3 separate regions of the Pan troglodytes genome follow, and regions 1 and 2 are each linked to region 3. The links are chromatin contacts, called in public Hi-C and HiChIP or PLAC-seq maps. All regions are on one chromosome and are shown on one strand. The core of a region is the stretch at or near the end of the contact, and the rest is flanking DNA. Distances in the headings are between cores, read along the strand shown. Region 1 holds the start of TARBP1 (TAR (HIV-1) RNA binding protein 1). Region 2 has its middle 160 kb from the start of IRF2BP2. Region 3 holds the start of IRF2BP2 (interferon regulatory factor 2 binding protein 2).

Region 1 (3,460 bases), core at 84-2,583, 130 kb before region 3:
TTGGGTTGAATCTACCATGATATAGTGCAGCTTTGGGTCTGTAAAATCTTGCACGGGCTCCATTATCTTCCTAAACTATTCCACGGGTGCTGTATTCCACCGGCTTTGGGTCAGAACGTTCCCAACCGCAGTGATTTGTGACTTCAAAGAACACCCTCGAGAAGGGGTTCCAAAGGTTTTCAGGCTTTAGGGGAGCAACGCGGAATAACCAAATTCTGCATGGATCGGAGTGACGACCCCGATAAGCTAGTTTTCAGAAGCAGGAAGGCTCCCCTCTGGGGCAGCCAAGTAGGTAGCACTAGGCTGGGGGGCAAAGAGGCAGGTACCGTTTCCTTCCTGGGGCCCGCAGGTGCAGTCGGCCCCCAGCTCCGCCGACACCTCTACCGCCCTCTGCAGCAGGTAGCGCGCTCGCTTGCGCGTCAGGGCGTCCGCCTGGCCCAGCCCCGCCTGCACCGTCCTCCAGAAGCGCCAGCAGCGCCGGGCGTCCGGGCCCGCCTCGCGCGCGCCGCGGGTGCGGTCGCCGCCGGGCTCGGGCAACAGCTTCTCGGCCAGGGCGCTCAGGACCAGCAGCTTCTCCTCTACGCGGCCGGACCCCGGGGACGCCCCGGGCGCGGCCAGCCCGCCCCACACGGCCCGCAGCGCCGCCCCGCCACATTGGACCAGCACTGGCAGCAGTCGCCCGGCCACCAGCGCCGCCGCGTCCTCTGCAGGCCCGGCCTCATCCCCGTCCCCGCCCCCGCCCAGCGCCAGGGCGACGGCGGCCCCCGCCACGCGCTCCAGTAGCGGCCCGTCCTCGCGGGGCCGCAAACAGGGCCCGACGGCTGCTAGCACCTCCACGGCAGCCTCGGCGTCAGGCGCGCGCCACCCGGCGAGCAGATCGCGCAGCGCCTCCTCAGCCAGCGCGGCCGCCAGCTGCGGACGCCCGGCCAGGCGGACGCACGAGCGCAGGGCCGCGCCCGCCGCCCTCAGCAAGCGCCGGCGGTGGCGAGGCTGCAGACTGGGGTCCGGGCCGCCCGCGGGGCGTCCGCGCAGGCTCCGCAGCAGTGGCACGAGGTACCCTGCAGCCACCTCGCGCGCCGCCTCCGGGAGCGCGCCTGCGCCCCCGCTGCCGCGCGCCTCCTCGTCCTCGAGCCGCTGCAGAAGGAAGCGCAGCGTCTCCACGCGCTCCGCGGATGCCTCCCCTTGGCACAGCGCCCCAAGCAGGGCCCGGGGGTCCCGGCTCTGCGAGAGCAGCGCTTCCGCGAGCACCCACTCCATTTGCCGAGCGCCCGCGCCACCGGCCCGGGCTCCCAAAGGAAGGCGCCGGCGTGCGCGATGCGTGCGCACAGGACCGGCCGGCCCCTGCGTGCGCGTGCGCCGACGGAGCCGGGCGCGCGGCCGCAGAGAGGGGGATCCGAGCCCGGCTTGGTGCAGCTCAGCTTCCCTTGGGTTCCTGCCACCAACCCTGCCTAGATAGAACCCACCTGGTCTCTTATTTTTAGGAGAAACGAGGCCTTCGTTAAAAGTTAATGTAGTATCTACACCAGCTTCATCGATTCCTGATTGGAGGTTGGTCTGCCCAGGACCCTAAATCAGGCGTGCCTGTGAGCATAAACCAGTTCACAGAAGGTGCACAGCAGAATCACTTTAGATTATTTTCCAAACGTTGCATGATGGGCACCATCCACAAAGAGACTGACACAGTAGGTCTGAAATTGGTTCTGGACATCTGCGTTAAAAATAAGTCATGAAAACACAAGAATGATTTAGACGTAAGGCCAGGAGTGAGAAGTGTTACCGGTGGAGGGTGTCCAGGTCCAAGAATTGGACAAAACGCACAAACAAAGCAAAGACAGAATGAAGCCACAAAAGCAGAGATTTATTGCAAAAGTACACTCCACAGGGTGGGGGCAGACCCAAGCAAGCCGCTCAAGGGGGGCTGGTTACAGAATTTTCTGGGGTTTAAATACCTATAGAGGTTTCAATTGGTTACTTGGTGTACACACTATGTAACTAAAGAGGATAAAATGAAGTTACAAAGTTATTTACTTGGTGTACTCCCTATGTAAATGAAGAGGATATTTCCTGTCATAGCTGAAGTGTTTCTATCTGATTTGGTTCTAGGGAGTTTTTAGGTTCCCTGCCTCCAGGCCCTATTCTCCTGCCTTAGAGGTACCTATAGCAATGTGCTAGGATTCAGCTAAAACCAAGAGGCCCACGCCAGCCCTCACAGCCAAGTGCCCAAGATGACTCCAGGATGCAGAGCCTCCTGCACAATGCATGTGCTCCCATGTGCAAACTCAAAAATAGTCCCTGTGTCTGTCTTTTCTGTATTTCTGACAGCATCCATTGCTAAATAGAGAAACAGAAAACCTCACCTCAGCATGCATGGTGTGGATTTGGTTCCTGGCTCAATTTGAGACAAACTAGATCAGTGACATGGGGTTTTCTTCACTACTAAACACAAAGATCTGCCTCTTAGTCAATAGAGAAAACAGGGTCCCAACTTCAAAGAGCTTGACATATAATAACATAATGGATAAGACAAAAATTAGTTATTTAAATTTACAGTTATTTTTATATAAAGTTATCTGACTTTAAGGTTATCTGACATTACACAGGCAAGACTTTTTTCATATTTCAGTCATTCCGTTTTTCATTGACAAAATGCATAAATGTTTCTATTTTAAGCCCTTTTAACATGTGTCAGTAAATATCAATTACCTTCAACATAAAATGTGCAGAAAACTATTGTTTCTGTCAACATATATCTAACATATAAATGGGTAAATGTCTTGAGCACTTAACAAATGAAGATACACAAATGATAAGCACTTGGAAAAGTGTTCAACATCATTAGTCATCAGAGAAATGCAAATTAAACCCACAATGAGGTACCACTTCATACTGATGAGAATGGCTAACATGTAAAAGCTCGAAAACACTAAACGGCAAAGACCAAGGGTGTGGAGCAACTGGAATTCTCATACATTACTGGTGGGCATGAAAATGGTACAGTCACTTTAGAAACTGTTTCTCGTAAAGTTATAATATAGCTGCTTTATGATTCAGCGATTTCACCCCCAGGTAATTACCTAAAATAAATGAAAACATGTTTCAAAAAAAAAAAGCTTGCAGAAGAATGTTTTTGACAACATTATTCGTTATAGCCAAGAGCTTATAACAACCTAGTAGGTGTTAGGTAACAACCTACATGTGCATCAAATAGAAGAATGAATAAAAAATTGTGATCTATCTATATAATAATGCTCCCAGCAATAAGACAATGAATTGCTAATCCGCTTTACATGGATAAGTCTCAGAAACAATATGTTAAACAAAGGAAGCCAGTCACAAAGTTTACATCCTCGTGATTTCATTTATATGAAATCCAAGAAGAGACAAAAGTAACCTGAAGGATAGAAATGAGAACAGTAGTTGCATATAGGGAGTAGAGATTTGACTAGAATTGGGCACAAGG
Region 2 (3,692 bases), core at 459-2,958, 160 kb after region 3:
CCTCAATCTGGCTCCCATTCCCTTTAGAACTCACTCTCGTTCATGGCTCGTGGAACCCACATTCATTCGGAACGCAAGAGGCTCCAGAAGGGCTGTCAGATTTAGCAAAGAAAAATGCAGCATGCACAGTGAGATGTGAACTTCAGATAAACAACATATAATTGTTTAGTGTAAGTATGCTCTAAATATTGCATGGGACATGCTTTTTATTATAACATTTAAAGTATATTTGCACTAAAAAAGGGATGTGTTATCTGAAATGCACATTTCACTAGGCATCCGGTATTTTATCTGGCAACTCTTTTCCAAGGTCAACAGAGAGTCCTAGACCATAGACCAGAAAATTCATTCTACCCGACACTGGGCTACAAGAAATGTATCATATTTGTGGGGATCAGCCACACTGGGAGAAAGATAGCTGTCTCATGTCAGCAGGGTAGATGAAGAAAGGGTTCTAAAGCCTAACAGCATTCATATGATAGGTACCTGGGCTTGTTTTCAAAGATCAGCAATCAAGGGGAAATGACAGAGACGCTGGAGGAGCCTGGTCCTCCCAGAAGCTAGTGGCTTGACCCAAGAAGGAAGAAAATGGTGGCTGCCTTCGCGGACCCAGGCAGTAGGCCGGGAATTCCCAGCTCTTTGATACTGTATTCCAACTGGCATGATCTGTTCGATGCCTGCTCTAGCTCTATCCCAAATACGTGTTATATGGCTTCCATCAGTATTTTTTATGTAGTGCAAGCTTAATTTAATCTGAGAGTGGTTTAAGAATACACATACTTCTCAGCCATCAAAAGAACACGATTAAGAATCTCTGTGCTAGAAACTAGAAAGTTCTAGGAGATTACTGAAGGAGAGGCAGGAATGGGAACTGAGATGAAGAGGGCAAAGACTTAACCACCGACGGTCCATTTTTGGAGGAAGTGGCTGAGTGGAGTCTGGAAAAAAAACAACAACAACAACCAGATAACCTGAAAACCAGCTGGGCTGGAAGCAAAGAGAGGGCCCAGGCATTAGCCCGGCCCTGGGGGCAGCCCAGACACACCCCAGCGTTTCTCAGGGGGAAGAAGGCACAGCCTGCTGTTATTTACAAAGCTGTTGTTGAGAATTTTGAGGATCTCTTCCAGGTTCTCGCTTATGTAAATTCTAATTCACAGTGCCCTGGGCCCACATGTCTCGTAAACCAGGCCTGATATTGTAAACCTTCGCCATTCACAGAGCGTTTTAGCTTTGCCTTTGTTCCCCTCTCCAATTTCCCACTTCACAAACCTGGATCTAAAGCTTTGCACGTAGTTGATAGGGAAGTGTCGTTTGAGCAGTTCTAAGAGGCTGTCTTCCTTCTTCCTCCGACCCCCACAGCTCTGGTTTCCTCTTGGATATCAATTATTGGCTTTTACAGAAGAAGGCTAATGCATTTTCAAAGCAGGCAGATCACTCTCCCGTGTTTTGACAGTTTGGCTTTAGTTGAAATATAATTAAACTTTTTGAAAACAAGAACCTTGAAACTCAGTCTTCACACTGTTTGCAGTTTTTTTCCCCCTCACGCATTCAGTTTTTACTTGCTGCGGCACAATTGATTTGGTCTTCACTTTCTGCGCTCAAAACAAACACTGGGTTTAGGCATTCTGCTCTCCCAGCACCGCATGGCTGAGGGTGGAAAAAAATAACATCTGAAACAGGCCGGGCTTTTGATGATACCTCCTTATGACAGACACATCGAAAACCACCGACGGTGAGTCACCCACATTCTGTGCATACCCTCTCCGAGGAGCAGGAAGTGTGGCTATTTTAAACCCTGAGGCAATGAGAAGTTTTCAGATGCGTCCTAAGGCACTCCGGCCAGCGCCCTGCATGCACACACGAGGGCCTTCCTCAGTGTGGCCCCAGCACATCTGTAGACCTGAGGCGACACACCCAGCCTTCTGCCAGCATCTCTTTGTTTATTCTGCTTGTCCTGGTTTTGCGTTGACACGAGCAAGCCGAGTCTAAAAAACACAGAGCTACAGAATTTATAAAATCAACAACAAAAACTTAAAAAAAAAAAAAAAACACCACCACCACCACCAACAATCGGAGGCTGGCGGTTGGTGAGGGTGGGTGGGGGCGAACAGATGGTGCCACAAGATGTCCTCGGGCGGCTCACTGGGGACCGAGCCTTGTGGCTCTGTGGCCAAAAATAAATAAATAAGTCAGGGCCCAGCAGAAGTGCTTTCACTTCTAACCCAAGTCACTAGCTGTGGGTAATGAGTCCTCTTACTCCTTGTTCTCCATCTCCAAAGGCCAAACAAACAAGTAGAAAAAAAAAGAGAGAGTGAGAGAATGAATTGAACTGAAATGAAATGACTATAGATGAAATATATATATATATATAAAGAATGGCAGGGGGGCCAGGCGCGGTGGCTCGTGCCTGTAATCCCAGCACTTTGGGAGGCCGAGGCGGGCGGATCACGAGGTCAGGAGATCAAGACCATCCTGGCAAACATGGTGAAACCCCATCTCTACTAAAAATACAAAAAAATTAGCCGGGCATGGTGGCGGGCACCTGTAGTCCCAGCTACTCCGGAGGCTGAGGCAGGAGAATGGCGTGAACCTGGGAGGCGGAGCTTGCAGTGAGTGGAGATCGCGCCACTGCACTCCAGCCTGGGCGACAGAGCAAGACTCTTGTCTCAAAAAAAAAAAAAAAAAAAAAAAAGAGTGGCGGGGGACTTGAGGGAAATAAGCCAGATGTTGCCACAAAAGCAGTTATAAATCCTGACCTTGTTTGCTAAAGGGAGCAGGTTCAGCCAGGATGCGAGACATCTCCAGGTGCTGGGAGCTTCTGAGGATGGTGAGCTCCCAGACCGAGGCAGCAAAAATGGCCTAGAACCCATCACTGTGTGGGGAGGATCCGGCTTCCTTGATGTCGGGGAAGCCTTTCCAGAACACTGGCCACTGATAGAACCAGCGGGCGATGTGGCAGGGCCTGGGATTCAGGCAAGACTCCATTTGGCTGTAATGTTTTTTATCTTTATTGGCAGTTTTCTTAAAGAGAATGAAATTGTTTGGGAAGTGGAAACCCAGCCTTCAGCATCTTTCAGCACAATGTGTTAAGACTCCCGAACTGGTTGGGAGCTCTATAAGCCACACAAGCATTCCAAATAATACATATTCTTTCTATTGTTGCAGATGCTAACTGCCTCCTAACTCTGATAAAACCTAAAGAATTTGTTGGTGGAAGAAAGTCCTAGAGTTTTAAAAAGCAGCTGCAGAAGAGACCAGGCCACCTACACCCCTTGGCTTGTGGCCTCTTTACTCCACCTTGACAGCCAGCAAGGTGGCCTCTCTGGTACCTTTCTTTTGCATTCACTCTCTCTCTGTCTCCTCTTGTGACTAGCTATGGGTAATGCGTCCTGTTACTCCTCATTCTCAATCTCCAAAGGCCAAACAAACAGGTAGAAAGAGAGAGAGAAGGAATTGAGCTGAAATGAAATGACTTTAGAATAAAGATTTATATACTAAAAAAAAAAAAAAAAAAAGAGTTGGGGGGACTTGAGAGAAATGAGCCAGATGTTACCATGAAAGCAGTTATAAATCCTAACCTTGTTTGTAAAGGGGGCAGGCTCAGCCATGATGCTGGACATTGGTCTCACCTGGAGAACTCAGGCTTATCTTCCCACTGTAAGGTCAGCTGATTTGCAGCCTCAGCTCCTCCT
Region 3 (3,618 bases), core at 684-3,183:
TATCAGCCCAGTCTGACTCATCTCTGTTATGCTGCTTCAGCACATGAACACGTTGCCACCAAGCACTGGTTCCGCCTCAGGCAGATCAGGAAGTGGGGTGTTTGTTGTTTCTGGGCTGGGGTAAAATGGTGACTCGAAAGAACCACCCCTCCTCTGCTCTCCGTCCCCTTTTCTCCCCTAGACCCCTCACTTCACAGCCGCCCCTACCTGCTTTAGACCCGTTGGCCCCGTTGGCCTCGAAACCCAACAACCTGCCTGCAGTCAGGGCCGGCTCCTTCTTAAACTTGCTCTCGAAGGGCCCCGAGTGGCCGTGCTGGTGCAGCGCCAGCAGCGTGTCGCGCACGGTCTTGGGCCTGTTGACCCAGTCCTGCTCTCCAGACCCGCGGCTCTTGCCCGCACCTTCCGCGCTCAGCTCGGCGGCCCCGGCCGCGGTGGACAGGCTGTCGGCCGGGCCCCGGTGCGCAGGCGGCGGCGGTTGTTTCTCCTTGGCTGCCGCCTCACGCTGCTCGTGCTCCACGGCAGCGCTGCTCGACACGGATGCCGGCCGCTTGTGGGCGCCCAGATCGGTGGGCTGCGCGGAGCCCAGGCTGGCGGCCGCGGTTCCCGACACCGCGGCTAAGGAGGCGGCAGCGCGGCCGCCGAGGCCGAGCGCGGTGGGCAGCGGCGTGGCCGAGCCGTTCATGAGCGGCACCAGGGTGGGCGGCACGGCGTGGCCGCGCCGCGGGTTCGGGCTCTGGCGATTCAGCTCGGGCGGCTCCTCTAGCTTGGAGAAGCCGTTGGGCACCAGGATGCCGTTCACGGGCGGCGGCTGCGGCGTCGGCGGCTGGGCCAGGCTCGCGGCCGGGCGGCTGCTGCCGAAGTCAGAGCCGAGGCGCGGGGGCCTCTCGGCCGCGGCCGCCAGCGGGTAGCGCTCCAAGGCCTGCGGCGCGCGCGGGGCCGCCTCGGGGCCGCCGTGGCCAAGCTGCTGCTGCTGCTGCAAAAGGATGTCCTTGGCGGAGAGCGGCGGCGGCTTGGCGGCGGCCGGGGCCGCGGCGCCGGGTGGGGAGCGACCCTCCGGGAAGCAGCCGTGCGCCCGCTTGAGCTGCCGCGCCGTCTCGATGACGAACTCGACGCGGTCGGCGCCCTCGTAGTTGACGCAGCCGCGGCAGACGGGTTCGGTGAAGTCCCAGATCATGGCCCAGGGCATGCGGGGCAGGTCACACAGGTAGCACGATTGCCGCCGGGACGCGGCCGCCACCGCCACCGCCGCGGCCATGTCCGAGGAGCCCGCGACGCCGGAGGAGGAGGCGGAGGAGGAGGAGGGGGCGCCGCCGCCCCCCACCGGCACCACGCGCGCCCTCCTCCCCCCCCAACCCCGCGTCTCCCCCACCAGCGGCGGCGGCGGCCGCAAAGGCGGCGGCGGCGGCAAAGCCCGCGAAGGCTCGGCGCCCGCGCAGCGCCCCCGGTGCACGAGGGGCGGCGGGCGCGAGGTGAGGGGCTGCAGCCGCGGCAGCAGTTCCCCCCGGCCGGCCCGGGCACGGGCGGGCGGCGCGGTGCGGCGGGGCGGCGGGCGCGGCGGCGGGGGCTCGGCCGGAGCCGCGGCGGGCCTCCAGACCGGGGCGAAGACGGGCCGCGCGGGCGCGGGGGAGCGCAGCAGGTCGCGGCGGCGGCCGGCACGGAGTGCGGGGCGGGGGGCGGGGAGGCCGGGGGGGCAGGGGGCGGGGGGCGGCCGCCGGGGCAGGCTCAGCCCGAGCGGCGGGGCATGCCGCGCCGGGGTGGCGGCGGCCGGGCGGCGTGGAGCTCGGGCGCGGCGCGGGCCCCGGGTCGCTCCGCCGCTCTCTCACAGCTCCTGGCGTCGCCGCTCTCCAGCGCCAGCGTCAGCGGCCAGCCCGCCTCAGCTCCGCCGCCGCCACCGTCGCTGCTGCTGCTGCCGCCGCGACCGCTCCACTTCTACAGACTTGATTCTTCGACAGTCTCGCACGGCGCCTGCGCGGGCCCCCTCCCCTCGTGCGCGTGCCCGCCCTCCCGCGCGCGCGCTCCCCCTCCCCCCGCGCGCCGAAGGAGCGCTGCCGGGAGAGCCGGCTCTGCGGCGCCCGCCCGCCCGCGGGGCAGCGCAGCAGCGCAGCGCCGGTGTTCCCTTCGGAACACCGCGCAAAGTGATCGTGTGCTTTTCCTCCACTTTCCCTCACTTCGCGCCCCACCCGGCTGTCCCGACCACCCTCAGGATGTTTTTCTCTAGTGTGCCTCTGGGCCAAATCGTGCTAAAAATCATTTCTTTTTCTTTTATGCAAGGACACTTTGTCACTTGGTTTCCGTCAGTCTCCTGAGAATGGGGAATTTAGGTCTAGCGTGGTTCACAGTTCTGGTTTTTTAGGAGTTATACTTGAAAGCTCAATGTCGGACACGTAAGCATGAAATCCGTCACTGGTGCTTTGCATTTGTCTTGGAAAGGACATACGCGCCGCCTGTCCCTTTTACTAACTAGGGAGACTGTGAATATTCCCAAGCCCAGCACCACGTGCACGCGCCGCCAGCTGGCTCGCGCGTTTTCCACGGAGCCCTCTGGAGGGGAGGGAGCGCGGTTCGGACTAGCCTCTCCCGAACACCAAGTGCTGCTCTTAGCCCCGTCCAGCCCTCCCCCGCGCCAGTCGCCCCGGCCGCCTTATGTAGGTATGCGCGGCGGGCGCGTGACGTGGGCGCGGGGCCGTGGGCGGCCGCCGCCGCGAGTGCGCACGCTCCGCGCAGACGTGCCTCGGCGCCGCTGGCACTAGGGCCTCGTGGAACGAATGCACATTCCAGGGATCCGGGGTCTACGGCCAGCGCGGCCGCGTCACAGCGCAGGCTCCACCCCCTTCGGCGAGTCTAGGCGTCGAGGCGCCGCCCCCGGGCCCGAACTTGGACTCGAGGTGGCGGGAGGCGAGGGCGCGAGTCGGGGGGGGGGTCCTGCTCGCCTCCGCGAGGTCCCCGAGGGCCGTGGGGGCGACCGGCTGGCTGGTTCGCCCGCCGTCGCGCAGGGCGGGCCGCCGACGGAGGCGGACTTGCGCCCTATATGCCACCCAGGCCGGGATGAGCCCAGCCCAGCCGCCCGGCCTGCAGCTCTGCCACCGTTGGCAGCCTCAGACTCAGCCCAGACTGAATTGAATGCTTGAGTTTCACACTTTTATCGGGAGGAGGAGCTGGTGTGTGTTATGGTAAATCACTTTGGGCTGGTCGTTAGTCTCCCTAATACACGTAGGCTTAGTCGCTCTTCAATTGGGATTTTTACACTTAAGCTCTTTAAGGGCGGCCTCTGGAGCTGCTTTTGTTGGGAACACAGGCCCACAACTGTCCCTTGAGACTGGAATGAGCTGGTTAAGTGTGGGAAGAACAGGGTACTAATTATATTATCTTTCCTACAACTGGATTGGTAGGTGGAGAGAAAAAAAAATCATGCTGACGTTTCTCTCTAGTCGTTGCTATTGAAAATACCAGGTTGCTTCAAAGGATTAACCACAAGGAAGAGGAAAAACACCCTTAGAGAAACAGTGGAGGGAGCTGCTTAAAACACATGAAAAAACCTGTTCGAAAATGGCACAGAAAACGTAATGTCAGACCTAAATGTTTTTACAGGCTAACCTTGAATGTCTTTTGGGGATTTCC

The links. Hi-C and Micro-C count contacts between places; a contact is called where the count stands out from the background. HiChIP or PLAC-seq counts read pairs in DNA pulled down with a chosen protein or histone mark.
Region 1: an H3K4me3 HiChIP or PLAC-seq map of stem cell-derived excitatory neurons shows a contact between it and region 3, with 3 times the contacts expected there. The contact joins the promoter of TARBP1 here to the promoter of IRF2BP2 in region 3. A contact is called at or near these places in 1 of 7 Hi-C or Micro-C datasets (stem cell-derived neural progenitor cells) and 1 of 1 datasets of contacts at active chromatin or transcription factors (stem cell-derived excitatory neurons).
Region 2: a contact with region 3 is called in a Hi-C map of stem cell-derived neural progenitor cells, with 5 times the contacts expected there. The contact joins the enhancer-like site here to the promoter of IRF2BP2 in region 3. A contact is called at or near these places in 1 of 7 Hi-C or Micro-C datasets (stem cell-derived neural progenitor cells) and 1 of 1 datasets of contacts at active chromatin or transcription factors (stem cell-derived excitatory neurons).

What each region holds. Positions count from the first base shown.
Region 1 is chr1:14,697,646-14,701,105 of NHGRI_mPanTro3-v2.0_pri, reverse strand. TARBP1 (TAR (HIV-1) RNA binding protein 1) reads right to left here and starts at 1,333. Exons shown (of 30, transcript XM_514281.8): 1 at 327-1,333. The coding sequence starts at 1,257.
Region 2 is chr1:14,403,062-14,406,753 of NHGRI_mPanTro3-v2.0_pri, reverse strand. No RefSeq gene overlaps it. Among named protein-coding and RNA genes, the nearest start is that of IRF2BP2, 160 kb to the left of the region's middle. Within about 2 kb of position 1,708, at least 7 of the 24 cell types and tissues checked have an H3K27ac peak or open chromatin away from gene starts, as enhancers often do. A contact at or near this core is called in stem cell-derived neural progenitor cells, where this site is marked.
Region 3 is chr1:14,566,425-14,570,042 of NHGRI_mPanTro3-v2.0_pri, reverse strand. It overlaps IRF2BP2 (interferon regulatory factor 2 binding protein 2), which reads right to left and starts at 1,933. Exons shown (of 2, transcript XM_525097.8): 1 at 208-1,933. The coding sequence starts at 1,255.